Regions from separate parts of the Arachis hypogaea genome. Here region 2 is linked to region 1. Evidence: chromatin contacts called from public Hi-C data. All regions are on one chromosome and are shown on one strand. Each heading gives the region's core, a stretch centred on a gene start, on an enhancer-like site or on the middle of the called end of the contact. The rest is flanking DNA. Distances are from core to core; before and after follow the strand shown.

Region 1 (6,296 bases), core at 2,467-4,966:
GCTGTTAGATGATTTGACCGATTTGACTAAATTTTCATCTAATGGCTTTTAGTTATCAACTTTACAGTGAAGTCGACTGCACTTGAGTTTCCACCTTTAAACAAATAGAGGATGAATTTAAATGATTTTTTCTAAAACTAAGGAAAATATAGAGTAATTACTAATTTGCTCTTAAAAATAATGAATAACAAACACAAGTAAAAAATCAATATTTTCAAAAACTTACCTTGAATTGCAAATTGGTCTTAAATCCAAGGAGACATGATATTGGTAAACCAATGAGATAAAAAGTTACAAGGTTTACATATGCAGCCAAGTGCTGCCTACCACATCCTCTAATCACCCCTGCATATATATGTTGTCAAATTGATCAATTCTCCCAATAAAATAATTGGCGAACACTTAAGTTGTTTTCATATAAATTTAATAGTTGATAACTATTAGATATTTTGACAAATTTGATTAAATTATTATCTAATAATTCTCAACTGTTAACTTCGTATAAAGACAAGTGGATCTAACTTTCCATCTTAATAATTTCTAAACTTTGGAATGCATTGTTATAAAGAACCAAATTTAAAGACAAAGAAAAAATCAAAGAAACTAAACCTGATAAGACACCTTGGACAGCATCTAGTAATATAGATATTGCTAGTAAGGGTGTTATTGAAGCAAACTCCTCCTTTATTTTAGAACTGCTACTGAACATTTGAATCCATATATTATGACCAAATACAAGTGCCAAAACAAAGCACAAACCAAGCAGAACTGAGAGAGTGAGAGTCACTCTCATCGCGCGAATCGCCTGGTCCGGGTGGCCGGCTCCCAGTTCGTTCGAAACTCGGGTGCTGTCATCAAGCTAAGGTTTTTCAATAATTGAAAAAAAATTAATAAGATCTAAAACATAAGAATATGTTCAATTAACTAACCTTGCAGCAGCACTGAGACCATAAGTTATCATGTATGCAATGAATTCTGTATTGGCACTGCAGATTTTTGTTTTAAAGATTAATTAAAGAGAATTAATTCTATAAAAAGTAAAATAATTAATTTGAAAATGAAAATCTAAACCATTAGAACCATCCATACCATATTGCAATCAAGGAAGTGGTTATTTCTGAATCAGGCATTATTCCAGCTAAGAAAACCAAGACTTCAAAAGCCCAATACTCCAAACTTGAATAACAAGAAAACATAATTATGAGATTCATAAATATAATACTCTATCACTAACTTGCAGCAATATTCTCTCAATTTGACTTGCAAATACTGTTGATTCTAGAAGTTATATTCATCCAGGTGTAAATTTTTAAATTAATCCTTACCCATTTTCATATAAAAAGTATTAGTCTTTCCAATATAAAAAAATTGGCAAATTAATCTATAATCTTTTTTCTAACAAAAAAAAAATTGGTCCCCATATTTTCTAATAAAAGAATTTGATACAAAAAGACTAAATTCTTTAAAAATTAAAATCTTAAAAGTTCAAGAATTACTCAGTTTTGCATTTTTTTTTTTGTTAGAAAGCAATTTAATTTGACGTAAACTTACAGAATTAGAAACGAGAAAACTATTTAATTTTCGGGTCTACTACTACTAATTTAGATTTGAAGAGATGCAAAAGTGAAAAAGTAGAGTTTGTTAGTGTCTCATACCATACCATTGCTGCAGAGGGCAGAGCAAGTTTAAGGCTAGGGAATACATAATGAAAAGATTGAGTAGAAAACCCTTCCCATGTCAACTTGAAGTTCTTTCCATACATAACATACAAAGCCAACAAAACAATAGCTATCCATAGTGAAATTGAAGCTGAAATAGGTGCACCAACAAAACCCAAACCTGTCTTCTCAACCAATGTATATGCAATACCAATGTGGATCAACAATGGGATAGCTGAGAGAATAACCAATGGTGTCACAACAGATTGTGTTTGGAGAAACCTAAGAATGTTTTGCAAGAATCCATATGCAAATAAGCCTGGAAAAAAGAACTTCATGTAGAGTGCTGCTGTTTTTGATATGTCTTGGGATTGGTGAAGTAGTACTAAGATATGTTGTGTGTAGAACCAAATTATGGATATGATGATGGAGAAAACAAAGGATATGATGCATGAAGATTGTAGATAAATTCCCAGCATTTGATATTCTTTTGCACCAAATCCTTGCCCACATAGTGTTTCTAGTGCCCCACTCAAACCAACCTAAGAAAAGAACATGAAAAACAATACTAGAGTTTAATGTCACATTCAACATAGGGTGTGTTACTAATAATTTTAGCTGTGTATTTAACATGAATGTTGATACTTTACCATCAAACAACATAAGCTATTGTTAAAAGAAATGTTTGCCACACTCAATTTACCATCAAACTCATTTGTAGAATGTTTGTGATAATGGGCCATATGTAGGTCTCATGTAGGCTCCTACCACTTCTAACTAGAACAAAATGATCAGTTCGACTCAGTTAACTAAAAATCGATTATCAAATCAATTCAGTTCAAAATAAAAATTCTTTGACAATAAATCAATCAAAAACTAAAAAAATGGTTACTCAGTTGAATCGATATAATTTTTATAATAATCAATTTAAAATAATAAATTATAAAAAAAATTATATATTATATATAAATATATTATTTTAATTATATGTTATTCAATCCTAGTTGAATTTTAATGGGATCTTTGAAAACTTTTAACTCCACCAGTACAATAACCGGTTTGACCTTCAGAACCTTAGACACACTCTGTGGGAGCAATTGTGCTAGTAATCTATTGTGTATTAGATCTTAACTCAAATGATAGATTAAATAATTGTTCAAAAAGAAAAAATTTCATATGTTAAGCAAGTCACAGTTCTTACTCTTGTTTGATCCACTAATTACATATTATATTAGCTTCTGTTTTCTACTTTTCTTAACCATTCATTTTTTTTTAAGCAATGTTTAGTCATGACTATTATATAACAAATTAACACTCACAAGTACGACCAATGACTTACCACAAGTACGACCAATGACTATTTCGTATTCTCACAACTCTCTAAACAAAATTAAAGAACTCTTCAACGTAAACTAGCTAAAAGACCACCAATTCTCAATAGTGTGTATCTTCAGGGGCCAAAACCACCATTATATTATATTGTCAACAAGAATCTATCACATTAAAACAATAGAGAAAATATTTGTACCCTCAGTTTTGGTTCACTATATTAAATAAATGAGCCAATTTAAAACAAATCCAATATCATAATAAAATGAAATAGAAATTAACTAAAGCAGATAAGATAAGAAAGAGTTGTGTGAATGATTACCATGAGAGAGACACCAGTGACACTGAACCATGAGTTGGCAAGAGTGGAACCAGCAAGCTGAAGGTCACCAAGGTGACCAACAAGCATTACTGAAACCAAAGTGATTAAGTAATACAACAAGTTTGTAACAATCATGGGCAGTGAAAACAGTAGTTGATGCTTTGCCTCATCCATATCCAAGATTCTCTTCCACCATTCTTCATGTTGTTCTTGTTGCTGTGCATCTTCTACTTCTTCTCTATCACCTAATAAGAGAGGTGTTGTTGTTGCTGCAGTGCCATGGGAACTTTTGTTATTACTTCCTAACATTATTATTATCTCCCAATTAATGAGTTCTATGTGGTCACGTTTCCTCTCTTCTCTGTTCTACTTCTTTTCTATTTTGTTCAATTCTTTTCGGGAGCCCACGCATACATATTTATATCATGAAAAATATTATTTATACATTAAATATTTTTTATATTTAAATTATTTTAATTAATAAATATATATATTTAATTATTAAAAAAATATTAATACTAAAACAGTATTTATTTTAAAAAGTATATTTATAATTATAGTGATTATATAAGTGTTGTTAAAATTAAAATTATATTTTTTATATATTTTAGTAATATTTTTTATTTTTAAATTAAAAAATGTTAAATAATTAAAAAATTACTTTAATTTTAATTATATATTTTTTTAAATACTGTAACTATCATAGTATAAGTACCATATATGCATATATTTTAGCAACATTAACGTTTTTTAAAATGAATATTGATATATTAAAAACAATTGTTTGTTTGACTCCTAATTTAGTACTATCAGATTCACTTAGCATATTCAATATAGTAGGCCATATGTAAGACTCTTGTGAGTCCCACACCACTTGCGGGTATATGAGACTATTCAACTTTAAGAGAAGAGAACAATCTTTAATATAAATGATAGAGGTAAGACATGATATTGATAAGGAAATATAAATGATAAAGATATAAAAGGTAATATTTTTATATTTTATTTAGTAATAAATTAAAATAAATTATAAAAATTTAACTTTATAATTTAGATTTTTATAATTATAAAAAATATAACAATAAAAAATATAATTATAAAAAATAATAAAAATAATTAAAAAAATAAAAAATAAGTTAATTTTTTTTATTAAAATAGACACAAAATATATTAATTTAATATTTTTAGATACAATATTTTTATCTATAATTTATCTGTCAAATATTAGTTTATATGTGTCTCTCTGTTCTTATTTCAATGTTCCGTGTCTATAAACAAATACAACTTTAATTCTAATAATACATGTAATAACTACTTACATTAAATGTTGATAACCACTTAAAATATTAGAATTTATTATAATATTCATATTTTGAAGGTTAAAACGGTGATATGGGTCTGAACGTGAGGTCCAGACTCCTTTTGGGGCAGCGTCCGACTTCTGTTGGAGCCGAGATGCTGCCGTCCGAGTTACTCTTGAGGATGTGGTACTTGCAAGAGACTTTGATGTTTAAGTTAGCAATGGTTTTAGCAGGTTTTTAGTAGATTGAGTCCTGAATATACCTGAGATTCTATCAATGTATTTATAGTAAAAGGATAACCACCTTTAGAATAATTCCACCATTGATGGTGGATGATCGTTCCCTTTATCTCGAAAATTTATTGAGATCTCCCTTCTAGATAAAATAGAGAAATAGTAGGATATATTTCAGGGGATAGTTACTTATTCAGATAAGTAGGGTTGAACCACCCTTGTCGTGCCTGACCTTTTGAGGTTAGGTAAGTAGATGAGGCCACCATTTTGGGTGGGCTTTTATTTTTATTTGGCCTGACTTTATATTTTTGGGTCCGGGTATGAACAGTCCCCTTGCTGGAGTCCGAGTTTTTATGAGGTTGGGCTCGAGCGTTTGTGGCTTCATCAGTTTCCTTCGTTGAGTATACAACTTTCAAGAGGTCGGGTACTCGACGTGTTTTAAAATTTTTTGAAAACGTTGGGCCACTTAATGACACGACGTGCATTACATTGCAGTTTTTTTGGGATCCATGCACTTCATTAATGAGGGGTACGAAATATCACTTTTGCCCCTGGTGTCTTATAAATATTCCATTCTTCCCTCTTTCTTTCTTTTTCTGCTTCTAAAATGTTAGCTTCGTAACCTTTTTCACTCCTTCTTTCTTGCACTTTGCTCCAGTATTCAAGATTTCTTCATCTTAAAACTTTTTAGAGGATTTTGTTCGCACTTTGGGAGAGGATTCTTCGGGTTTCTGCAGTTTGTATCGCCCTTCTATTTTCGTGCTCCTTCAAGGTTGGTGCTTTTATTCCTCTTTTGTTGTTTTTCTGTATTTTGGGTTGTATCCATGTTTGAATGAATGGAATTTTTGAAATCTTTCTTGTGATTGCCACTATGACTTTGGGGTTTTGCGTTCTTGAAAATCTGGTTTTGGTTGTTGAAAGATTTTTATTATTGTTGTGGTTCTAAACGTGGGGTTCTATATTGCCCCCAAATGATGTCATTTTCATGTAGGAGATGACCTCATTTCTATATGTAAGAGGTATCGCATAACCGTTTGGGCTCTGGGAGGGTTTCACAATGTTGACCCGACCTCTTTTGAGTTTGTGAATGCCTGTGTTGTTTTTGCTTTACGTTCGGGATGTTAGTGTCAATCTTTGAAACTGTCCCGACCTTCTAATTTCTTGCTTTGTTTTGTCTAATTTGTAGTGATGGATTTTTGCTTTGTTGTATTGTAGATGTAGCTTATATGTGTCTGTCAGTAGTTCACAGCATATCGTCTAAGGTCCTATCCGACTTGAAATGAGTAGATTTAACTGTTCTTACCCTTATCCTTGTGATTGATAATGAATATGTCGATACCTTTTGTAGACATCATAGGTTATGTTTAAGTCGAGAGGATGAGAGAAACTATGAGATTGTTGTTGCTGATCCTGAGGAGAGAGTTTGCTTCCCCCGACTTGATAGGTTGGAGCG
Region 2 (5,858 bases), core at 1,395-3,894, 200 kb after region 1:
CTTTCTTCTCCAACTCTTTTGCTTGAATATTGAATTTTCTCTCAAAGCTGCTTAAAAGTATTTATTTTTTATATATATTCATCCCTTTACTATTTTTTACTATCACCATCTTGTCCTTATCACCAAGAAGATTGCCACATCTCTCTTTAATAAAGATTTCATATTTTGCTTCATTTACTTTTAAGAGAATTTGATCTTGTATTATGGGCACCCAAGTAGTTTCTACAATAACACTTACTGGATTGAAGCTTTGACTTTGAATAGAATTTTTGTCCCAATTTATAACAGGAACCCAAACCTCTGCAATATTACAAAAGTTTTCTTCACTCCAAACATGTAGTGGCATACCGTGCATTTCAATCCACGTCCTCCTTGTTCTATAGGATTCATTTTCGGACCATCTTTTTATTTATCCAAAATAATTCAACAAAAAAGATGATTGGAAGGCCTCTTCTATATTTTCAATTGAATTGTAAATAATGACCATTTTAAATGGGCTCATAGATTTTACTTCAGACAATGTATGTCAATCTTGAAATAAATAAGGAATGGTGTCTTCCTCATCTATAAGAATTACCGACTCTCTAATAACACTCCTTTGTAATTTCTTTATCATACTTAGTTTCATACTACCTTTAACAGTTTTCACCGTTACCTTGTCTTTGTTTTTGCACTTCTCAACCACTTTATCATCTTTTGCATAATCAGAGCCAATAAGACACTCTTTAAAAGATCTTCCATAACCCACATGCCTGTTTTCCTCCATTCTTTGAGAACGTTGTTTCTCATTTATGTTATAACCATTAGGATTGGCACTATAACCATCCTTATTATCACCTCTCCCATACTTAGCTTCTAACACCGATAACTATACTCCACTTACATTCCAACCATAAAGGTGATAAACTACCCTCTATACATGGTTGTTGAAGGCGTATCTGACAAAAGTAAACTTATGAGGAATCGTCAACCATTTCTTTTTTCATAGAAAAATATCCACAGCCTATCTCTCTTTACTAAATACTTTCCACAACCATTGAAGATTCACCAATCGTGGTATATTATCCACAAAAATAATAAATGATCTCAAATCTACTCTTATAAGATTTTCAAATGTTTTTGAGTTTCGAATACTTTCAGAATTTACTTCCTGCTTCTTAGCAAAAGGTTCTCTATTTTCGAACTGATCTTGATGAATACTTGAGATTTTATTCTTAACATGTACTCATTGATTTTTTCTTTTCTCATCATCTTTCTGTTTTTCACTTCCATTATCATTCTCCCTAATATTCAAAGAAAAACTCCTTCTAACTAAAATATATATGAGAAAGTAACATTATTGATTGATAATGACCAACACTTTTTAAGCAAAAAAAATTATTAATTAATAAGATATTTTTTTGAGACGTTTGGACATTTTGATATGTTTTTTATTTGATTTTTGGAAATTATTTTTGGGCTTTCATTTAGCTTAAAGCACATTTTATACTCTCTTTTTTTTTTTTTTTTTTTAACTTAAGACTACATGTAAATCTTTAGTTTAAAATCTTGAGTCATAATGTATATGATGATTTCAGAAGGTATATGGGAGAATTGATACGGCATTTCATTCGACGAAAGAATTTTTATTGGAGCTAGCATATCTTCAAACCCTAACATCGTAGTCCAACAAGCACCTACAGTATTTGTAGCTTCCATGGAATGTGACCATACTATAAGAAAAAATAGTATTTGTAATAAAAAAATTATTACAAAAAATCTGAATTTTAAAATGAAAAAAAAGTTGTAACAAAAAAATTGTTACAGAATTATTGTAGTATGTCTCATTACAAAAAAATTTTATAACAAAAAATAAAATTATTATAATACAAAATAATATTTTATAACAAATTTTTTATTTTTTAAAATATTTTTTGTAACAATATTATTTTTTTATCATAAAAATTTTGTTACAAAATATAATTTAATTTTATAATATTTTTTATTTCTTTAGTTACAAAAACACATTTATTTGCAACAATAATTTTTTTAATACAAATTATATAGATCTTTATATGTAACAATATAGATTCTTTTTATAGGTCTAAATAAATTATTATTTGTTAAAATATACATAATTAATTTATTATTGGATACAATATTATAAAATTAATTTAAGTGGAAGGTGACCATATCTTTTTATAATAGTATATAAAATATATCATGAACTTTAGATAAATTGGCATCCATTTTAAAAAACTTCCTAAAATCAAATAATGACGGATTCGGCCAAAACAATGTCTAAAAAGTCTAAAATAAAACATCTTATTAATTAGTAATAATTATTGCTGCTTAAAAAAAAGTGGTTATTATCCAATTTAATCTCTTAGCTAAAGTGTTACCAAAGACTGCAACACATTTGACATTTGACATTTGATGACAACTTGATGAATCATGAAACTGTAACTTTTGTCGTTTTTTGGAGACATTTGACATTTGCTGGTTTTGTCGACAAATTTTTACACGTGTAGATATGCACTTTTTAATTTTGAATGAGTATCACAAGTTCACAAAAGTGTAACGCAACATTATTAGGGACTATGATGTTTGATGCCATTGTGATGACAGGAGAGAGCAAATCGGACGGTCATTTGAGTTAGTAGATCAGTAATCGAAGGGTTCGATTTATGTATGATAGTCACGTGTCGGACATGCACCAACTGGCGTGCTCCACTCTTCCATATCTATTATTGTTCTTTCTCTGAAAACACAAAGAAGGCCAAAAAGGAGACCTAAAATAAAAGATGATCATTCGTAAACTTCACATTGTTAATTATTTTAGTCATCTTAATATGTAAGTTATTATTTTTAAATTTTTTGATTTAATAAAAATAATAATAATAATAATATTATAAATTAATGTTGTTTATAAAGATTAAGTGATAATTAGCATATTGTATTTAGAGATGTTATGTACTGAATTTAATTAGCTAATGTTGTCGACATAGGCTTATATACATTAGATAATACATGTTCCGGTGCGATTAGTGTATTTAATAATTATTATAATTATAATTTTAGATATATTTAAGTTTTATTAGTAATTGTTAGAAATTAAATATAATTGTGGATTTTTTTTAAAAATATATTTAGCATATTTTGAGTAACTAATGAGTTAATTATTATTATAATTAATTATTGTTAGATATATAATATAATACAGTATATATAATTAATATATTTATTATAATTAAATTTTTAATTTTTTAGATACAATTATTATCGTTATTATAATAATATTACTTAAGTAATTAATATAATAGCCGTACGTGTTAATGAATGAATTTAGTGTTAATAAATTAATTAATATAAATAATTTATTAATACTAAATTTATTGTTAATTTAATAAATTATTTATTGTTATTAATAAATTAGATATTTTTAAAATTTTTGGATATATAAATACTAAGTTATTTTAAGTAATTGATTATTATTTTAATAATATTAGTTATATAAGCCTTGTATGTATGTGAATAATAGAATAAACGTGGACCTCTACTTTTAATTAATAATAATATTAGTGTATATTATATTATTATTCGGATAATTAATGGTAATTTGTTAAATATAATTAAATTATGTTAATGATAATAAATAATTTTGTTTTACAGTTATAAATTGTGATAAAATAATTAAAATATAATTTAATTAATAAAAATTTTAATTATTTAGTGTTTATAGATAATTTTATTTGATGTAATATTTGATTATGTTTTGTAGGGCTTATGAATGTTGATGTGTAACTACCTACTTCCACCGGATCCGTACAATTTTATTGTTGAGGAGTATTTACGACAGATTGGTTTTTATCACGTTTTTTAAATTGGAGTAATTCAATGTCAGTCGACAATGGTAAATGCTCTAATTGAGAGATAGCACCTAAATACACATATATTTCACTTTTTGGTTGGTGAGTGTACTGTGATATTGGAAGATGTGGCTGTAATTCTTGGTCTTTTGACAAATGGTCTTCTAATGACAGAAATGACTATGAGTAATCACGATGACTTAGAGGTTAAATATTTGCACCGGTTTAGAGTTGCACTTAAGAAGGCAGATTGTAGAGAAAGTTTTATAAAGTTGATGTGACTTCCGAATATGAAAGATCGTTTAAATTTGACGGATGAAATTGGCATTTAGAGGTACATGAAATGTCACATCATGTTATTATTTGGAGGTTTGGACAATCTTATTTGAAAACAAGTCTGGGACAACAGTGCACTAAAAATTTCTGCCATTGCTCAACAACTTCTCCGGGATAAAAGAATTTATAGAGGAATCATCATCTACCAATGACTTTATTACTTCTATAATTGTGTTGGAATCTAGTTTCGAATAGTCCTAAGAAATGGTGGCTCTACTACAAGTGTGACTATCATTGTACCTGTTTATCTTCCAATAGTACTTTCTGTGGATCATGCTGACCCTGATCAGTCAATCACAGCTTGTGTCATATTGTATGTATTTGGCATAAAATATCATCGATTCCGACTTATACACTCTGATAGTCTATACCTCTACAGATGATATAATCTTTGATAGCTGTAATAACAACTTCTCTAATACTGAATTTCATTTCCACAATGAATTCTCCATCCGTTGTAATAGAAAGCTCTACTACAACAACATCATGAAATAAATATTTAATAAATAAGTAAAATTAAAATTAAAATATATCTACAAATTATAAATTATAAATAAATATTTATGAATTTATATTTTTAAAATTAATTAAAGTTATACATTATAAATAAATATTTAATAAAATAATATAAATATAAACATATATTTATTCCTAATCAAGTAATTATCCAAAATTTAACTAAAAAGTTAGCTAAACCTAATTAGATAATTATCTTGAGTTTAACTAGATAAATAAGTAAATAAATACTAGTTAATAAATTATATTCTACAAATTACTTATGTTATTAATTGATCTACAATATAAAAAATGACAAAATTTTATTCCTTCTAATACTAGTCAAGTAATTATTCTAAATTTAACTAAATCTATAATATTAATCTATCGTACAAATATTTAAATTAATATATAAAATTAATATCTGAAAACCGTTAGATGATTTAATTAATTTGACTATAAAAAAAAATACCTAATGAGTGGAGAGAGCGGGGGAGAGCGGGGCGGTGGAGACGGTGGTAGGGTTTTAGAAGAAAACTTTCTTGTTGATGGGAAGGACAGCGGAAACCTTGATCCAGGTTTGATAGATGAGGCTTCGAAGGGCAAGAATGTTATGGAGGCCAGTGAAAAATCTGGTTTGGACCAAAACAAAGTGTCAGGAGGCGCCATGGAGATTGAAAGGCAAGGAGCAACTCAGGACATGGAAGATGGAAAAAAGAAGGTAAAGGACAAGGAACCTTTCAAGGTCTCTTTTCGAGACAAAGTAGTAGGAGAAGCGTCGGCTAGTTTCTCTCACGGAGTGGACGCTCTTGATAAGGACAAAATGGCAACCATTATTGATGGAGAGATACCTAGTGTGGTTTTTTCGGAGGAAGCTAGAATGATCCTATCTGCTCCATACAAGGATGCCATTATCATTAAAGTCCTCGGCAAAACCTTTAGCTACTCCGCCATTACACATAAGTTAAGAGGAGTTTGGAGAACCAGAGGAAGATATGAAGTGTTAGATGTTGGTTTTGGATATTTTCTCATCAAGTTTGATTTACGGGAGGATAGAGAGCGCGTGCTACTTGGAGGGCCATGGATGATTGCTGGTAATTATGTGGCGGTTAAGCCGTGGTGTTCGTCGTTCCGCCCATGTGATGACACTTTTGGATCCACTCTAGTCTGGATCAAAGT

Evidence for each region. A called contact is a pair of places that touch in the nucleus more often than the background predicts.
Region 2: a Hi-C map of leaf shows a contact between it and region 1, with 4 times the contacts expected there. The contact joins the enhancer-like site here to the promoter of LOC112772430 in region 1. A contact is called at or near these places in 4 of 8 Hi-C or Micro-C datasets (leaf and an unstated tissue).

Annotation. Positions count from the first base shown.
Region 1 is chr18:25,642,437-25,648,732 of arahy.Tifrunner.gnm2.J5K5, forward strand. LOC112772430 (protein DETOXIFICATION 18) reads right to left here and starts at 3,717. Exons shown (of 7, transcript XM_025817371.2): 1 at 3,310-3,717; 2 at 1,656-2,200; 3 at 1,090-1,176; 4 at 930-986; 5 at 610-848; 6 at 227-345. The coding sequence starts at 3,618.
Region 2 is chr18:25,846,662-25,852,519 of arahy.Tifrunner.gnm2.J5K5, forward strand. No RefSeq gene overlaps it. Among protein-coding and RNA genes, the nearest start is that of LOC140181320, 16 kb to the left of the region's middle. Within about 2 kb of position 2,645, at least 3 of the 3 cell types and tissues checked have open chromatin away from gene starts, as enhancers often do.